Regions from separate parts of the Gossypium hirsutum genome. Here all the other regions are linked to region 1. Evidence: chromatin contacts called from public Hi-C data. All regions are on one chromosome and are shown on one strand. The core of a region is the stretch at or near the end of the contact, and the rest is flanking DNA. Distances in the headings are between cores, read along the strand shown.

What was found. A called contact is a pair of places that touch in the nucleus more often than the background predicts.
Region 2: a contact with region 1 is called in a Hi-C map of leaf, with 2.2 times the contacts expected there. The contact joins the enhancer-like site here to the promoter of LOC121207962 in region 1. A contact is called at or near these places in 2 of 34 Hi-C or Micro-C datasets (both in leaf).
Region 3: a contact with region 1 is called in a Hi-C map of hypocotyl, with 5 times the contacts expected there. The contact joins the promoter of LOC107897637 here to the promoter of LOC121207962 in region 1. A contact is called at or near these places in 11 of 34 Hi-C or Micro-C datasets (callus, hypocotyl and leaf).

Annotation. Positions count from the first base shown.
Region 1 is chrA10:22,954,482-22,957,288 of Gossypium_hirsutum_v2.1, forward strand. It overlaps LOC121207962, which reads left to right and starts at 1,300. Exons shown (of 1, transcript XM_041078507.1): 1 at 1,300-1,842. The coding sequence starts at 1,300. The coding sequence ends at 1,842. LOC107897632 (a long non-coding RNA gene) reads left to right here and starts at 2,499. Exons shown (of 2, transcript XR_005903434.1): 1 at 2,499-2,807.
Region 2 is chrA10:23,220,580-23,223,570 of Gossypium_hirsutum_v2.1, forward strand. No RefSeq gene overlaps it. Among protein-coding and RNA genes, the nearest start is that of LOC121208914, 19 kb to the left of the region's middle. Within about 2 kb of position 1,287, at least 4 of the 9 cell types and tissues checked have an H3K27ac peak or open chromatin away from gene starts, as enhancers often do. A contact at or near this core is called in leaf, where this site is marked.
Region 3 is chrA10:23,401,788-23,404,660 of Gossypium_hirsutum_v2.1, forward strand. It overlaps LOC107897637 (NADH dehydrogenase [ubiquinone] 1 alpha subcomplex subunit 8-B), which reads left to right and starts at 1,462. Exons shown (of 3, transcript XM_016823154.2): 1 at 1,462-1,596; 2 at 1,679-1,918; 3 at 2,862-2,873. The coding sequence starts at 1,731. It overlaps LOC107897638 (50S ribosomal protein L33), which reads right to left and starts at 1,548. Exons shown (of 2, transcript XM_016823155.2): 1 at 1,330-1,548. The coding sequence starts at 1,441.

The DNA of each region.
Region 1 (2,807 bases), core at 50-2,549:
ATAGAAGAAGATAAATTATACTTAAATTTTAATTTATATTATAACAAATAGATACAGAAAAGAATTGATAAATGCCATTTAGCGGCATGGAGTTTTGTTTTTGTATAGAGTATAAAAAAATAATAATTCAATTTCTACCATTATTATGATACTACATATTCCAATCCGATTGAATACCAGAAAAATGAAAGGAATTCCTGATTTGATCTGTTTGTTGAGATAAAGACAAAATAATCATAATATATATATATGGAAAGAGTTGATTTTTCTAGCTCTTAATTTTTTCATGGACTCCATTGTTTAAAAAATAATTCGCAATGAAAATAGATGTTTTTACCCACTTTTTAGTTTTTTATTTTTTAGTAGAATATTTAGAATATGATTGAAGTGCATACGAAAAGGGAGCTTATATTTATTAAACATGTGCAGATATAGTATTTCTATTTATATATGTCTTTCTTTTATTCCATTATCAAGCTCTAATGGAGATTATGAGAAAATTCTGTCATTGGGACCATGGCTTATTTTTGGGCAATACTTAGAGCTAGTTTGGCAATGCTTTTGAAAAGTGCTGTGAAAAAATATTTTTGAGAATGCTTTTGAAAAGTTTTATTTAAAATTTGAGTGTTTAGCATTACTATCAAAAAGTGATTTTGAGAAATAAAATGTCTATTTTAGTCATGTTATTATCAAGTAACAAATATGCATTTAAATAATATTTAAATTAATTAATATTATTATATTTTAGTAAGAATATAAAAAAATTTATTATAACTTGTTGTTAATATTTTAATATATGAAATATAAATTTTAAATATTTTTAAGTAATAAATATTAATTATTTATAAAATTTAATTAGAATATATAAACTATATTTTAAATATTTAAATATAACCATTAAATATTTGTAATTAGTATTTTAAAAATATTTTTTTATTTTTAAATAATGATTTTAACATATTTGTAATTAAAGACCAAGAAAAAAATATTATATTATTACAGAGGTGAAAAAGTAATTAAGCATTAAAAATATTTTTGACAGAGAAAAAACTAAAAATTTTAACTTATCATTTTCAAAATTACAAAAATCAAGCCAAAAACAAGTTTTTTCGTACAATTTTTTTTCTAAAAATATTCTTAAAATTAAAAATATTTTTTTTAAGCACGGCAGAACATGTTGTTACCCAAACTATTTTAACCCGGAATTACCCTATCCCAATACGGTTCTTAGGTGGATCAGGTTTCCAGGCCTTCCCAGTCATTTGTACAAAAAAGGAAATTCGATAGGACATTGGGGGAATGGTGGGTAAAGTTACCAAATTAGATATCAATACTAATAGTAGGACAAGGTGTCCTTATGCCCGAATGGAAGTGTACGTTAACCTGGGGAAGCCACTAATCTCAAAACTCCTTATTAATGGAAATATGCAAAGAGTTGAATACGAGAGCCTGCCAGTGGTGTGTCTCTCATGTGGGCGTTATGGCCATAATACTGAGGCTTGTCCGCATGTTCCCCTCGTCTCTGATTTGGCGAAGGTAATGGATTCATCGGCGGTGAAATTACAGATGAACACGGTGACCGGAAATGGAGACTTTGGCCCCAGGATGTTGGTGGAGAGGAGGACCAGACGCGCCTCTCGGGAAGACAACAAAATAGGAAAGTCTGTATCTGGGGAAAAATCATCGGGATCTCGGTTCCAATCCCTAACCGATTTAGAGGCTGTAATTTCGGAAGATAATTCAAAGAAAGGTAACTCGCAGATCCATAAGAATCAAGGGAAAGGAATCCTAACCGAGACTTTGGGAAATCACCAACGGATAAAAACGTTTCTGCTGAAGTAATAAGGAAGGAGGAATTAATGCATTCAGTGAGGGGTTCCTTTTAATGGGCTGATTCGGAAGTCCAAGTCCAAAATTCCTCTTAAAGGCCATAAATCTGTTGGGCATTGTAATGGGCCAAAATCTGTTACTAATTTACCAGCTAATGGCCTGACCATTAACAGCCAAGAGTTGGGCCATCTAAAGCCCCAAAGAGTAATGGAACGGTTGGGGGGACACTTCAAGCTCTCCAGGCGATCTTCACGTCTCTCGGGGCAAAAGTGAAGAGGCCCAACAGACTGCAATTCCAGGTAACCCCGAACCGCTTTCATTTTCTTTTATCTTTTAACCCCTCTGCTACTGTCACAGATAAGGCAAATTTAGGTCCTTCAAATCCCACTAAAATTCAAGAGGAGCACTTAATACATTTTAATCCCACTTTTGAGGAAGCAAATGTTATTAATGTGGCGGTAAAGGAAGGTGTATTAGATGCAACTAAACATACAGCAGTAGTGTTTAAAAATATTTCTTAGTTGAGTTCCGTAGGCGAAGAGGTGGGAGGCAGTTCAACCATTTCCAAAAATCGTCTGAATTTGGTGGATAATAAGGGAAGTGGAATTATTGCTTCCGGACCAAAATGCGGGTGGAAAATAAATAAAACTTTAAAAGGCCAGGTAATAAATTCAAGTCATTTGGAAATTCTCGGCTATCATTTGTTGAATCTAAGGCTCTGTTTGTTTACCTGTAAAAAATTTTCCGTAAAAACTTTTCAGCCTTTTGCGATATTTGTTTGTCTGAAAATAATTTTTCACCACAAAACATTTTACAAAACATGAGAAAAGGAGGTCTTTTTTGGGGAAAATGTCTTACCCTTTTTTTTATTTTGGTAAGACATTTTCTAAAGTTTTTCGTCTTCACATCCCAACATCAGAACTTGCTAAACGCTCTATCCTCCTTTCCCTTTTCCTTCTCTTCATTGTGTCCTTGAC
Region 2 (2,991 bases), core at 37-2,536, 270 kb after region 1:
ATATAATTGGATAAGCTATAAAAATAATAAATATTCAAACTTTTGTCCTTTGGAATGTTTTATCAACTACCGTTATGATTTCAATCTTTTAATACCATCGTATTACATAAATGAGAAAAAAAGAAAAGTTAAGGGAGGGATAATCGTGTCAGATTAAAGTAGTTTTATATTTATTTATAATTTTTATACTATTAATATTTTTAATAATTTAACCGTTATATTTATTTATATAATTGTATTTACTATGCATGTAAATTTTTAAACCGATTCGATATCTCTATCATATTAATTTAAAATATGTATATATTAATATTTATTGAACGATTGAAAGCTTTTTACATAAACCATATAGTTACAAAAATTAAATGTATGTCAATTTAACATACATGATCTACATGAATAAACCATAAAATGTAACGATTAGATCATAAAATGTTAATTGTAGGGGAGGGATCAACTTACAATGGTATAAAATAAAAGTGGTTTTACACACATTCGAAACTTTTTATATGATTAAAATTTTAGCAATCCAATAGTTAAATTTATTTATGTAATTGTACTTGTCATGCATGTAAATTTTTGAACCGATCCAATATATCTATTATATGATCTAAAATATTGTATATATTAATATTTATTGAACAAATTGAAAGCTTTTTACAAAAACCATAGTTACAAATTTTAAATTTAAATAAAATTTGGCATGCATTATCTATATGAATAAACCATAAAATATAACGGTTGGATAGTTGAATTGTTAATCGTATAAAAAATTATAGAATGGTATAAAATCAATTTAAGTTTACACCAGTGTAAATATATCCTTCCCCTACTTAATATTTTCTAATTTCATATTTATTTTTAAATGAATTTGATAAAAAATACTAATATTAAATAAAAACTAAAATTATAATTATTCTATTAAAAATTGTTTTTATTATCATCCTAAAGTTATAACAATATTGAATATAATTGTCAAGCATTTAAAGCAATAGTACGAGTTCTAATTTATCCTTAGATGGCATGAGTTTAAACTCTCTCATCTCCTCTCCTACTCCTATAATATTATAATGATAAAAAAAATGCTTAGTATCATTTTTAGTCCCTGAACTATAGGAAAATTTTCACTTTAATCTTTTCATTATGTTTTCAGTAATTTTACGCCCTCTACTTTCATTCTGTAACTCAAATTAGTCTTTAGATAGTTTCTATTTTTAAAAAATCCAATCTAGTCATTTGAAGCCAATTAAATCCATACACGTGGACAATTAATCCATTTGCCAGCATGGAATTTTTTTCTTTTTCTTTTTCATAGTAATAAACTATTTCCTTTTTTTTCTCTCTCTCTTCTTCTTCCCTAGAAAAAAAATCAAACATTTCCACCGCCGCTCATCGCCATCGTCATTCCTTCGACCAAGCTCACAGCATCATCTTTCTCCCTTTTCTTTTTTCTTTCTGGGCTTAACTCAAAACCCAAGGAAAAACCTAGCCACCTCACTTTGTTCTAACTCCCATTGCCTTATTCCTACAACAAAGCTCCGATTGAAGGCTACCCTTGGGCTCCCATTTTCTCCCTCCTTTGACTAGTCGGCTTAATTTTCGTAGAAAACTCAAGAAACATGTTGAAGGAGATTCATTTGAGGCCTGAAACTCAAGCCTTCAATCCGTTGTTTTTCGTCGATCCGACACCATTGGTGCTCCGCTCCGAGCACCACCACCACATTCCCTGTCCTCTGCTTTAAGAATCTTGGACCAATCCAAGATGTTGACCAGCAATAAAGTTGGAGCAGTCATTTTTGGGTCTTATGAGCTTCCATCTTTCTTGAAAACTTCTCAAAAATTTGTGTTATTTCCATATTAGTGATGAACAATACATTTCCTGATTCTCAAAATCTTTTCAAATCTGAAACATTTCATGTGGTAAAAGAATTAAAAAATTTTCATAAAAGAAGAAGAAGAAGAAGAAGAAGAAGAAGAAGAAGAAGAAGAAGAAGAAGAAGAAGAAGAAGAAGAAGAAAGAATTTTTTGGTGGAAAAAATAATTTATTATTAAGAACAAGAAAAAAATACATGCTGGTATATTAAAATGAGGTGAATTAATTGTTCACTTGTTAGCTTTTTGCTTTTGATTGGTTTATGAAAGCACAGGGGACAAAGTAGTCGGAAGAAAATAGTAAATGACCAATGTGAGAATTTCCTTTTAATACTGGGGCCAAAATGGAATTAGGCCTATATATACATTAACAATATATTTTCATTCTAGAGTATTTAAACAACTCTAACAACATGACTATCATGACTTAAATCCAGGTTACACCTTAAACTATAAACACTTTAACCATCAAGTCAATACACGAGATTCATTATTATTATTTAATGCTTAATAAGATTTACTTACGCAATAATGAATGTATTTTACCATGATTTTTGGTATATTATGTCTATCTATTAATGATTACTTATATTAATGTAGATTAGACAAATATTGTTGACATTGATAAGGTATTGAAGAGAGATAAAAAAATATTTTAATTGAAGATAAAATATTTTTATGATATTCATATTTAAAATCGATGAATTAAAATTTCATTTTGTTTTCTAAAATGGGATTTTCTCTTTTGATTCATTTTTATATATTTTTTTAAAATATAACTTTAGGTTTAGTGTTTTGGTAAATATAAATCATTTGGGATAAGATATTAGTGAAGTTTTAATTTAATGGTGAGTAAGAGTTTTGAAGTCGATTGAATCTTAGTTCAATTAGTATAAGTATTATTGTTAATATAGGAAGATATAGGATATGATAAGAACCAATAATAAAATTATTTATAAAAAGAAGAGATTGTTAATGTTATTAATTTTTTTTTATTTAATTTAGGTTTCTTTACAATCATGGGTAGAATTATATATAAGGTTGGAAAAAATTGTATAATTCGTAAATTGATCCCGCAAAGATTTGAAAACAATCCACCTACCAAATTTTTTTTAAATG
Region 3 (2,873 bases), core at 212-2,711, 450 kb after region 1:
TTTATAACATAAACAGCACAAAACATCCATCCTTACATGCATGTTGTATATATGTATGAAGAAAACCGTACTTATTATGTTTTGCCCACAGTTATAAATGCACACAATTTAAACATGGCATCGGAGTGAGTGAGCAACGGATTTGAGTCCAAATGCATACCATGAGCAACAAAGAGGTCCAATGATAACACATAAAGCCCTCCACACCACACCATCATATCCCGCATCACTCAAAACATATTCAAGTGTTTACTGGCGACCAACAAACCTAGTCAAGTTGACAATTTCTTTTACAGAGTCCACCTCAGTGTGAATAACAAAGAGATTCTCTAGACAATGAATTTTATTTAACTTATAAACTTTGCAGAAGGGGGGAAGAGTTATAAAGTGTTAAAGAGACAAATAAAATGCTCACACTAAATTTGGGATTAAAAAAAAAAGATAGCTGCTGTTGCAAATAAGAATAAATTAAGTCGGAATTTATTCTAATATTCAGGGGTTTAAGACACTTTTAACGATTCTAAGGTCTGGAATTCCCTTTGACGAGTTCCCCTTGTTCATTATGGGTCATCCCACGAAAGAAACAGAAACAAAGGGAAAAGATCAGTTAAGTCAAACAAATTTCCTACAAATCATCCAGTGACTCGATCCGTAACTTGGGACTGTAACACAATGCCTTGACAACCCTGGCTCTCCAAGAGAAAATCATAAAATAATCACCTGGTTGCTAATCAATCACCATTTCAGCTTACCAGCTTCACCTAAGCAAGTCTAGAATGCAAAGGAAGTGAGCCTGATATCCAATCCTTTACTTCATTATATCAATCCCCCCAACCCGAGCAAATTATGTAATATTCAATGTCAAAACATCCTGTCCATTTCAAAACAAAAATGGATTCTAGCAATAATTCAGAACTGACAATCAATCACCAATTCTTTCAGGTTTAAAGGCATTATCTAAATGAGCCAAGGGACATTGCTCAAAATCATGCCTTTCTTTGTCATATCCAAAACCAACCCAACCCAACCTGACAATTTAAGTTTGATCATTGATGCCAAACATGTATAGTAATATAAAGAACGGTCACTCCAATTGCAATAGGCAAAAGAAGGAAAAAGGAAATTTCCTATGCAACAATGAAACGGAAAAGAAAAATGAAATCTTTTGCCTACACTTTTCAAGGGGTAAAGTCAATTCGAAGATCTCTACAAATTTCAGCAAATTCAACATTTTATCCATAAAAAAACAGATGAAAAACTAAGCAAAGAAGAGAGCTAAGGAAGTCACTTTAACATTAAATCAAATCACAATAATTTAATTTAACTTACCCTTAAATTGTCTCGGAAAATGACTGCTTTGGTGATTGGCACAAAAGAGAAAAGAAAACTGAAGAAAGCAAGGGTTTTGGGATTGGAAGCATAAAACCCCAAAAAGAAACATGGAATGACGTAAATACCCTTCAAAGCAAAAATGAATTACCAACCAACTCCACCGTTTACGTCTGTTTAAACAAAACCATAACTCTTCACTCTTGAGTCCTTTACAACCCTATTCTCTATCTCAGTGTTTAAGTGAAAACCCTTTACTTGATTAAGGTAAGAGATTAATTCCCAGTAATTTTTCCCTTTTTTTCATCTTGATTGATGAAATTTTGACATCTTTTCATTGTTGATGCAGAAAGAAGCGATCTTTTTATTTTTTTTATTTCTTTCTGGGTTCGGTGGCGGAAATGGCGAAAGTGGTGGATGCGACGGGGGAACCGATCCCAACGTCGTCGGTGCTGATGTCATCAGCAAAGCACATAGAGATTAAATGTATGTCCGAAAACGTGGAGTTCCTCAAGTGTAAGAAGAAAGATCCCAACCCTGAGAAATGTCTCGATAAGGGCCGCCAAGCTACTCGCTGTGCCCTTGGAGTGTAAGCATTTTTTTTTCAATTTTCAGTTTTTCCCATTTTGAATTTCTTTGTGGGTTTTTCTTGCTCAATTGGTTCGTATATGACAATGTTGGAATTGAAAGGGAATTAAAACTGGGAAATGAAATTAACTAGGAAAATGTGTGATAATTAGGATTATTGGTTTTAATATCTTTGTAATGGAAATTTTGGAACAGGTTTTTTAGGAGGTTTTATACTGTGAAAGTGTGGTTAAAAGGATAGGGATAGGTCATTTCTCTCGAAAGTATCCATATCGATATAGGTACGGGCATATCCTCGAGAAACATAGGGTTTATCTCTTTGGGTAGGCGGGGCGGGGAAATGATCATCTCTCATTTGGTAACTTTGTGTTTCAATTAGCAATGGAAACTTCAAATGAATCCATGTTAAGTCTCCCTATGATTAGGCGAAATAGATTCATGTGTAACCGAGCCATTGAATCTGATGTTTTTTCTTCCTCTTTATGTTAGTTTGATTCTTTTTTAGATCTATTTACTGAAAACCAACTGAGTTTTAATAGGTTTTCGGCTTTCTGTTTGTGTTTGATTGTAAAAATGGGGCTTCCCACTTCTCCAATCAAGAGTAAGACATTTGCCGCATTCACTTGATTTGGGTTTATAGCATTTTGTAGCTTAAAAAATGCCTCTGAACACTGAATATTTTGCGGTTCTTACTCTATGTTATCGAACTTGGTTCGTGTGTCAAATATAGGTATGTTCCATCTTTATTCTTTTAAGCTTTTCTATGTGTTTGGAGGAACTTAGGTGAATCCTATCTTTGTACCCTTGTCCGGATATTTTAAAAAGCACATTTTTGGGGGGGAACTCAAAGCATTACTCGAATAGGTGACTACATTGTGCATTACTGTTACCCTTTCCGTTTCTTTTTTAATCTGAATTATGGAATGTTGGACCGCGTGGTGCAGGCTAAAAGATCT